2 separate regions of the Mus musculus genome follow, and region 1 is linked to region 2. The links are chromatin contacts, called in public Hi-C maps. All regions are on one chromosome and are shown on one strand. Each heading gives the region's core, a stretch centred on a gene start, on an enhancer-like site or on the middle of the called end of the contact. The rest is flanking DNA. Distances are from core to core; before and after follow the strand shown. Region 1 overlaps Stx16 (syntaxin 16). Region 2 has its middle 65 kb from the start of Gm30017.

The links. Hi-C and Micro-C count contacts between places; a contact is called where the count stands out from the background.
Region 1: a Hi-C map of the N1E-115 cell line shows a contact between it and region 2, with 2.5 times the contacts expected there. The contact joins two enhancer-like sites. A contact is called at or near these places in 2 of 39 promoter capture datasets (neutrophils and second pharyngeal arch cranial neural crest), 1 of 484 Hi-C or Micro-C datasets (the N1E-115 cell line), 1 of 115 datasets of contacts at active chromatin or transcription factors (differentiating embryonic stem cells) and 1 of 9 other capture datasets (pancreatic islet).

Annotation. Positions count from the first base shown.
Region 1 is chr2:174,099,026-174,104,034 of GRCm38.p6, reverse strand. Stx16 (syntaxin 16) reads right to left here. Exons shown (of 9, transcript NM_172675.4): 9 at 4,264-5,009. Among named protein-coding and RNA genes, the nearest start is that of Npepl1, 8.8 kb to the left of the region's middle. Within about 2 kb of position 1,399, at least 9 of the 459 cell types and tissues checked have an H3K27ac peak or open chromatin away from gene starts, as enhancers often do. A contact at or near this core is called in the N1E-115 cell line, where this site is marked.
Region 2 is chr2:173,936,664-173,941,871 of GRCm38.p6, reverse strand. No RefSeq gene overlaps it. Among named protein-coding and RNA genes, the nearest start is that of Gm30017, 65 kb to the right of the region's middle. Within about 2 kb of position 3,316, at least 14 of the 459 cell types and tissues checked have an H3K27ac peak or open chromatin away from gene starts, as enhancers often do. A contact at or near this core is called in the N1E-115 cell line, where this site is marked.

The DNA.
Region 1 (5,009 bases), core at 150-2,649, 160 kb before region 2:
CAGCAATAACCCTCACGTCTCGGGAAGTAAATTCCTATTTACCTCTGAACACCAGCACAATTATTTTTGTAGTTATGAAAGTTTTCGAGGGCATATTGAAGACCTGGAGCCTTGGGACTGGGGAGGATGCAGGAAGGAAGAGAGCAACAGCTAGTTCAGTCCCACATTCCCTTAAGCAAACCCAACCTGTGAACATGTAGACTTACAGAAAAGCAAAATGGAGGTGGATGTTTATTCTGATCAAATCTTTTCCTGAGGAAAAACCTTCGCTGGCAGGATCCTGTTAGAAGCAGATCTCTCCAGTGTATTGAGATGACTCACTCCAGCCCACGTCACATTCACCTCACAAACACCCTTGTGTTTACTGCACGTCTATCTGTGCTATCCAACGCAGACCTTTCAAAAAGAATCATAAATCTGTTGTTGAGGATTTGGGCAACTGAGTGGTGTGAGGGGAGGGTGGGGGAGGCAAAAAGCTAATCTAAAATTCTTAGGCTTTTGTTGTCTGGAGTGGTGAGCAACGAGAAGCAAATTCAATATTTTCTTCTCACTGAATCTTTTTTTTTTTTTTTCTTCCAGGCTCACTCAAAGTTATGGATGGAAAATTCTGGGTCTTTATTTCAGGCTGGTTCATAGTTATAGATGGAACATTCTAGAAGGGTCTTTATTCAAGGCTGGTTTATAGTTATGGATGCAACATACTGGAAGGGCCCTTATTTCAAAGTGGTTCATAGTTGTAAATGGAAAGTTCTGGAAGGGCCCTTATTTCAGGCTGGTTCATGGTTATGGATGGAAAGTTCTGGAAGGTCTCTTATTTCAGGCTGGTTTCGTTATGGATGGAGCATACTGAAATGCCTTACTTATATTACAGTGCAGGGTGAAATGCCAGGTCTCAGCCATTTATAAAATGAGAATGACACCCTAAGCCAAGCAGAGAATGAAACGTCTTCCTCAGACTCATGATTTCCCCAACATCTTCATAACATAGTAACCCTTAAGACATTACTCGTGAGAAGCCTAGAAAGGTATTTTGAAGCCTTCCTCTCCCTGTGCCAGGTACGCTCAGCATCGAGCTGTACAGTGCTGTTTTTAAACCAGGATTTATTTGTTACCTTAAAGTCAGCAGCCCATGAACCCAGATGGTACAGCGTCTTCGCATGAGAGGCTACTTGCCATCCGGAGGGCTCTCAGGGCTACAGAAAAGAGGGCAGCTGGATGCTGGCACCCATACTCTCCAGGTGGACTGGGAATCCCAGCAGAAGGCATAGTGGGGTCAGTCAGTGCTGCTGGGGTCTCAGAAAGCCTGGGTCCCTGCTTGGCTGGTTTGTCTGCACCAGGACTTGGGGGCTTGGACAGCTCAGAGTTGTGCAAACAGAAAACATATGTCTCCATAACGCAGACACGAGGGCTGGAGTTCTGTGTAAATCTAATTATTAGCATGAACCGAAGGCCCTGTCACTGTTTAACTCACCCGACCTTTTAAATGGATGACCAACCTTGAGGCTTAATTGGATTTAAAAAAAAAATCAATTTCTAGCCATCGCATAGTGTTGAAATGAAGTGCCGCACTCTCAGGCAATTGTAAAATCAGGTCTGCCCGAGACTATTTTTTATTATTTACAACTTTAAAATGACATTATCCATCTCGGCGAGCATTTTATGCACGCATATACCTTTGGTAAACAACTTGGAGCTCACATGTGCGCACACCCGGTCGCGTCACCACACACTCATTATTTTTCTGTTCAGCGGCAGGCTGATTCATCAGCAGCAATCTCTTCACACCAATTACACAAAAAACTGAACTGGGGTAATGGTTCACCACTGTCTGCAAATCTCTCGGAGCTGCAGCCTGGTCTCATCTTTGTAATAAGAAAAAACACCCTTGAGGAAGCTTTTTACCAAATCACATCTTGACCATTAAATCTTTCTTGAAGAAGGTCATTTAATTTTATGGAAAGAAATGAACAATTAAAATGGAATAAGCAGAGAGAAGTGCTGGTCTAGAGATGAGGTCTTCGATCCTGTGCTACACCTGGGCACGGGTCTCGGTTTCCCCATCTGGAGAAGGGGCGGCTCAGTGTGGGAGGGGCTTTTCCTCCCCACAGTGAATAAAACAAAGCTCTACTGTGATACCCTGGGTCAGAATGCCAAGCCAGAGAACAGGCATTTGGTTCCCTCAGCACTTCCTGGGAAAATGAGACCAAATGACATAAACCAGGGCCCTTGGCCTCTATCACATCTGTAAATGAGAGATAGTGATTACTAATGGTGGAATTTGGATGATTAGCCTAAAGCAATTATAGAATTATAGTTGACAAACAGAAAATGCAAACCCCAGAGGTCTGTTTTAACGAAGCCTGATTGGAATGTGCATTGTCAAATGGAGCCTTGTTTAAATAGCCCATTTTTGCCAGATTATGGAATGAAAATGGAGGACCACACAATTATCTCAGCATTCAGGATAGTCCAGGGAGCTCATTTGCACGATTGGACAAATGATTATTTTCTTTTGCCTCAATTGACCAGATAATTGTGCACAAGTCTCTGCCATTTGGCTCTGTGGAATGTCCCTTGATGTAGTAAGAAAACCTAGCATAGATGGGTTTAGTCTGTCTGAGGATGGTGATTCTGAGCCCGATAGGAAACACTTCTACATGAGCTGTCTACATGTCCACCGGTGCCCCCATTAGCTTGTTCTGACAGTCATCAACTTGCAAGGGGCTGCTTTCCTTCAGTTTCAAAACAACTAAACAGAAACATCAGACACAAGGTTAAAGGTGCTGTGTGGGTGGTCAAGAGAATTCAAAGAAAACTCAGAGGTTTCAAAGGGCCAATAAACACAGGAAAACACAACTGAGACCCTTACTTAGAGGCACTGAGCATAACTAAGCCCCCAAACACTCATCAGATGGATCAGAGCTGCTTCCTTAGAAGAGATAAAATCCTACCATGTAACTAGTCCCGGATGCTGCTGGCCTTCCTTTACCTGCCTGACCCCAGGCCACCATGAAAAGGTGTCTTCACATGGTCCCCATATGGCTGACATAGAAGGGACCCCGATGATCAAGTGCCCTGGCGCATAGTCGGCCTGCTCTGCTCTGCTGTCGTTCACATGCATGTTCGGGTAGGTAGTTATGACCTCACAGGGCAGAGGAGGAAGGTGGCTCTAACTGCATAGATCACGTTCACAATTAGCAGAGTCTCACACTCAGCCTATTGTCTGATTCTCAGGATGAGAATGAGAATCAAATACCTCAGCTGGTCACCAACTCTGACCCAGTACCCAATTCTCAAAGCACTCTGCTTAATGACAATGCCCAACTGTGAGTCTACACTCCTGTGTGACCATTAGAGACTCAGGTCACCAAAGGCTCCACTGCAAAGATGACTCCACTGTTTAGCCACCCACTGCCCTGCAAGGTAGCACCTGTCTGCCTACAATCTCAGCAGTTGGAAGGTAAAGGTGGGGTCGCAAGTTCAAGGGCAACCTGAGCTACATAGACCTGTCTAAAATGACCCACCCTCCTCCCCTATTCACAGGCCTTCCCACCTTAAGCCACATCAGGATATAGGTGGTTACCACTGGACTCAACATTCAAGCCTTAGGAAAATGGGTTGTTCTCTGAAAGTGACTGACTGATGAGAAGGAAGGGAATCATACATTGTATAAGGACAACAGAGTACAGGAAGCAAGAGACTAGTCAGTGGTTCAGCAAGCTCTTTGGAGAGCTCTCACGACTGATGACCCATCTGCTATGACAGCCACCCACGCTTGGGTCCTGCATCAATTCCCCATCACCTCTCCTCTCTCCCAGGTATGCATGTATATAAACATCGGTACTCTGCTCTGGCCTCCTAGCAAATACTGTCCCTAGACTCTGTCACACCACACCGGAGGACGACATTTCCCTCCCAGTGGCAGGTCCCGGAGCCTGCACACTGCAAACCACTTTGGACATGATCTGAAGATTACCAAACAGGCGCTAGTGCTCGAGTAAAGCACGTTTCCATAACGAAAAATAATTATCTGTCTTTTATGTGGTTTCTCTCTTTGTATATTGGATAGCAAATTGATTGGTCCCTTTGCAGGCCTCCATTAGATAGACAAATCGACTTTCAGACTCTGAGGCAGAGGCCTCAGGCACAAAATAAATAGCAACGGCCCCAAAGATCCCAGACATGGTCAGGCCCTCTGCTAACACAAACACATTTGAAGAAAATATGACCCCCATTGTTAAAATTAATACTAGGAATGCTGGATGCTCTTCAATCTGTGAGATTGCTTTATTGTACAAAAAGTTTCCAGTAACAGTAAATTAGCTTTTTTTTTAAAAAAAAAAAAAAAAAAAGGACAAAAAAAAAGTCATTTTGGATTGAAGCGTTTCACTAATTGCTTTATTTAAGCATACAAGGAAAAAGTCTTATCTGACCAATTAGGTTGAAGGGTTTTATTACCTTTAAGAAGCCATTAGCTGGGATGAAACACTGCACGCACTTGTGTCAAAACAAATAAATAATGCTCTCTCAATTAGCAGAGAAAATGGTACATCCGTTAAATTAGACACACATTGCTTCACACAGTGGCCCAGCCAGCACCCCAATGTCCCTCCACCCCCAACAAACAGAATGACAGACAGAAATTTTATGCTAGTCTTAGGAAAGATCAGGGGCCCCGAAGGACCAACAGTTCTTTCCCTCTCCCCTTCCACCCCAATTCTACAAAAGCCAGCAGGGCAGCAGAGGGAGGTGGTGTCCGTCCAGAGGCCGGGCTTCCCAGGCACAGGGACAGACGAGTCTGTGTGATTGTCGCCTCCATGGCCAGCCTGAAGGGAAGGATGGACGCACAGACAGCGGCCGTCAGCAGGTACAAGAGTCCTCTTCCAAAAGCCATTACCGTGAGGGACCTAGCAGGACATGGGTACTAACTTCTCCTCTTTCCCCCAGAACAGGCTCAACGGCAAAGGGCAGTGGGGCCCCAGAGAGCGAGTGCACAGAGCTCTGGAGCT
Region 2 (5,208 bases), core at 2,067-4,566:
GGCCTGCTGGATTACCACTCCATCCTTTCTGAATGCCAGCCACATTGATTCTACCTGCTTCCCCATCAGCAGAGCCTGGTTCTTCTTATAAAACTCCTAAGACAGTTTTATTCCCTGGTTACACCACATCTATCCTCAGATCTTCCTCCATGGAGAGGTTGGAGTCAGGGCCACATCGGTCCAGCAGCCTGGTGTTACCATGGTTTCCCCGTGGCAGGATGAGACAGTAGATTCCTCTCATCTCTTGGATGGATTAGCCATTTCTCAGGAAATGGTATGCAGGGCTGAGAAGGTAAACTCACTGTGGCTTCTGTATGTCTTCCCCTCCCCACCAATTGTCTCTTCCTCTTTGGTTGCACAGCATCCCTGGGATGTGATTAATACGATATTTCATTAAGTACAGAACAGTCTGGATGTTGAATAGGAGTACCAGCCCCACACACAAGAAAGTTTGAAATTAACAGGCCACAGCCACGGAACGTAGAAGATTGATTTCATTTTCTTATCTTATGCTCCCCTTTTATGTCTTTCCCAACGTTAAAGGGAGATTAATTAATCCAGGCGCCATCTTTCTGCTGACAATTTTCTATTATGTTTGACTACTTAATAGAAATCAAAGCCATAGCCAGACGACGCCGAAAGCATGTCCCGGAGGACCAGAGAGAAGTCAGTGTGTCACAGTGGCAGGCTTCATGACTACTGTCAAAGCCAGGAGGCTAAGAGTAAAGTAAACTCCAAGAGGTCTTCCTTCATTCCCCTGTTCGTCCAGGCAACAGCCATTTCCCCACAACCACCACAGAGCCCAGCTGAGCCATCTCTTTACAGTCTTCTCCTTGAGAGAACTTCGGGCTGCTCCAGCTTGTGTTTTTTAGGGTAATTTAGAACCAAAGTGAAATTCAGTAAATATTTATTGAACAGCGTCCATATGTTCAGTGCCATCCTGGCTGTGGAGGGAATACCAAGAGGGGTTCAGCCACCGTGCCTGTCGCTGAAGACCTCACATCTAATTGAGAAGAGGAGATATACGCCTGCAATTCAAAACGATTATGGTAATGGTGTGCATTTAAACACTGTGCGCCTGTTTACCTAATGTATTTGCAGGGCTCTCTCTGACACTGTTGGAATCTCTCAGCAGCTCAGGGAGGGAAGATGGCGGCTATAATGAGACTTGCTTTGCAAATAATAAACACATGCTTGGTGGGTTGGGGCAGGCTTTCCTCTGCCAGGAGGGCAGTCAGGGCCTCAAATGCCCAGGCTGTGGTCTATTTCCATGAACCAGCTGTGCATATCAAATGCTCAAAGGTTGGAGCGGGGGCAGCAGACAGGGGGCTCCTGGAACTGCTCAGCTGGGAGCTGATCCTGCAAAAGTAATGGCTCTCTTGTTGTCAGGCTTGTCCAAGTCTTCCAACAAGGGGCCCTATCAGTGGCCGTGGAGGAAGGTCTCTGCCCTCCATCTAACCCTATGAGAACTCAGCAACCCAGGAGGAGAAGATCCAGTATTAAATCCACTGGCCACCCTCCAGACTACACACACAGCCCCTCAGCCAACTCAGAATCCTATGTATTCAGTGCTGATCAATGACTTCACACTGGGCCAAGGCGGGTTTTAGGGTCCCTTGACCCCAGTTGCACTCTGGTCAAGCCCCTGAACAAGGAGGTGAACCACCCAGCTCTCCAAAGAGCAGTCTTGCAGGCTCAGCCACCTTTACACAGCTTCTCTTCTGGCCCGCTGCTCCAAGCTCAAAGGACAGATGACATCATTTCTCCTCAAACCCATTAGCGACACAGATCGATGGCAAGAAATAAAGTTTAGATTTTTCAAAACTCTTTGCAGCAGATGGTCTCGGGAGACCAATTGCAGGCAAAAAGATGACAAGATTCCTAATTAAATATAATTAAATAAGCATTAGGAAGGAGGCTGCCGTGCCTCTCCCATATCAACCACAGTGTGCCAGAGTACCAAACCAAGAATATCATCCCCTGGGAAAGCCATACAAGCCTTTGGTGACTAAGACAGGGACACAGAGCTGGATTAAGAATTCGGCCAGAGTCTGCTGATATAGCACCAATACGAGACAGGATCCACACAGAGATGCCCATTTTGGGTGGTCATGTTGTTAGCGCCCAAAAGGACCTGCCACTAGCATGCTGGTTGACCTGAAACACTTTGTCTTACATCCCTGTTCCTCCTTTATTCCTGTAGACCTGTGCCTTATAACAAAAATGAAAAAAAAAAAACCCTACACATATTGTATTTTAAATTTTTAACACCTTTTTAAAATAGCAAAGGCAAAAACCATAAAGTAAAAACAGAAAAGTAATTTTACTCATATATTTAATGAAACCCAGTGTATCTGAAATAGTATCCCACAAGGCAGTCTATATGAAACGTTGGTTAAGTAGATATCAGTCTTCCAGTTATGTATTATTTATTAACCATAAGTCTGGGACCTGGTGTTTATACGCTGGCAGTTCCTCTCCATATAGACTTTACTTTCGGTGTATAGGAAGCAATGAATGTATTGGCTGACCAGAGCTAACGCAAAAGCCAGAGTCAAGAGCAGAGTGTAGAAGCTGGAGGGGGGGGGGGGTCTAGCTCACATACACTGTGCCTCTTTCTGTCATTAGCGCCCAGGAAATATGACATTAATAGAAGGCGGCTTCCCTAGAGAGGACAGCTATCCAGAGCTCCTAGCTATTGTGTCTTCCCTTTCAGACCTCTCCCACGAGAACATTAGGACATTAGTGTTGGAGGGGGGACACGTGTGGAGCACTCCTAGTCAAGGAACTATGGGGCAACTGATGGCTGCTGGTGGAGGAGAGGCCATTTTTCTTCAGCAAGATAGCGACTGGTAAATTGTCCATACCCCAGTAATCCCCTTTGCTACGCTCATGCAGACATCCTGATTCAACTCAGCAGGACACAGAAAGGGGAGAAAAGTAGACACGGAAGTGGGGTTGGGGGCGTTGCGAAGAAACCGGAAGTGTACAGAGAGCACAGGGAATGGATAAGACAGGGCAAGGGGTGAACATGACCAAAATACATTGTATCCACTCAAGATAAATAACAGGAAACAACAGAAGTAGCAAAACCCAGGGTGCAGGGGCTGTTGCAGTCCTTGGTAGTGCTCTGGGAACAAAGGCCAGCTAGGCCCGACTCTCCCAGCTCAGCCCTAAAGCAATCAGTGGCTCCCAAGATTAAAATTCACCCACGGCCAAATTCTGTTATAAACAGCAGCTCTGCTCCACCTGGGGCCTGGAAGCCGGCAGATGCAGCTCCTCTCCTGGGCATACAGTGATGGAAACCCCTCCTCGCTCCGACGCCCCCAGCCTTTAAATCAGCCGTGATTCCGGCCTGACACCGAGTTACGGCACGTTTACAGAGCCTCTGTAGGGCTCTCTAAATTTTGTGGCCATGGCTCATTCTCACCCAGCAATCCAAATAAAAATAGCGCTATTGATCACAAAGCCATCGATAACGTCAGCCCTGAAGCTGCACGTGTCCATCTTTAATTGCCTCTTCCCTTTTATGTCTCCAGATATTACCATACAAGTCTGGGAGGCCAGTGGCCTCAGGTTGTGAAGAAAAGAGACCTGTGCTAGGCATAAGGGAGTGGGACTCTCATTTGGGGCCCTGTGTTAGAATCTGTCAGGAAATGTCACCCAATTATGCTTAATTTCTCATTGTTCCCCCCCCTGACCCCCACCCTTTCTCCTCCAAGCAATTAAGCTTCTTTGCTGTAACAGAGAAGCAAAGTGGCGATGCCCAATAAATTAATCAAGAAATAAGGAATGAAGGCCGTGCGCACTGGAGCTGGGTGTTTGCACATCACACATGTGGGGCTCCAGATGTTGAGACTTAATTTTTACCGCTATAAAAACTAAGAAAGAGGAAACTAGATGCTGTTCCAACTGACAGCCAGCCCTCCCTGCAGCACTGAGATGGCCCTGCAGCTTCTGGAATGCCCCCACCCCCACCCCCCAGGACCTGGTGGTAAAGAAAGGCTCCCCTTCAGGGTCTCGGGCGTGTGTTTTTCTGGCGTCCATGCAATTGTGTTCAACGTGAAGTGAAGTGATCGGCTCTGCTATTCGACAAGAAAGCTGCAAAATCAAAATTAACACATGCTTCATTAAACGCCTGCCAAGAGCAGCAGAGCCGTCTCCTTGGCACGCAGCCTTCCTTCCTGATAGAGGAATCATAAAGTTTCATTACATTTGAGAAAACAGGCACGGGGAATCTGAAGATGCCTATTGGTTGTGGGGTAAATCACAGGTAATTGAGACTATCATAAATTACCCACAGCCAGATCATTTAAAAAGAGAAATCATTAAAGTTCTCTTAAATATCTTTACTGAAAACAAATTTTCCTTAAAGTGCGGCCTCGTTTTAATTTGTTTGATGTGTTAGGGGATCCCACAAGCTAAGGAGGGGCATGGGACAAGCTTAAGTAGGCATCCTCCAGATGCCCTTCCGGACTCGAGGGTGTAGCTTAGTGCTTTCCTAGCATCGTAAGACCCCAGCAGTGCATGAAGCAGGCCTGGTAGCCCACATCTATAACCTCAGAAGGTGGAGACAGGAGGATCAGAAGTTCAAGGTCGTCTTCTCCACACAGTGATTTAGAGGCCAACCTGGGCTATTTGACAACCTGTCTTTAAAAAAAGGGGGGGGGGGTTCCATGTGGGACCCTGTTTCTCATACAAATAACACAGGGGGCCTCCAATACTTGACATGGTTTGGAATTCCAGTGAGCACAGATTATAAAGCCTACTGAGTCCAAAGGAGTCAATACCAAGTCTCTAGCAGTCTCATCATGCTGCAAGGTCAGTGTTCTCATGTGTCTTACCCCATACCCCACAATGAGCTGAACTGCTCAAGTCCACGTCTGCCTGCCTGCTTGCCTGCTCACATCATAGGGCACAGGCTGGCAACGACACTAGCACACTCACAGGCTGTGCCCTCTGTTGTTTTTTGAAGGGCACTCCAAGGGATACCTGGGAGGGGGCCATGATGACACATGCAAATGAAGACAAAATTGCACCCACGGTCCTCCACCAGCAATACGACCTCTCCGGAAGACCCCTGCATCTCATTTTACCTTCCCACTCACTGTATGTCGTGCTGCTGCTGCTGCGGCAGGAGACTGCTCCTTGCATCTGAGGCTGGAGGCCAGCAGGTCTGCTGGGTACCCGCCGGTGTCCAGGAGGCCC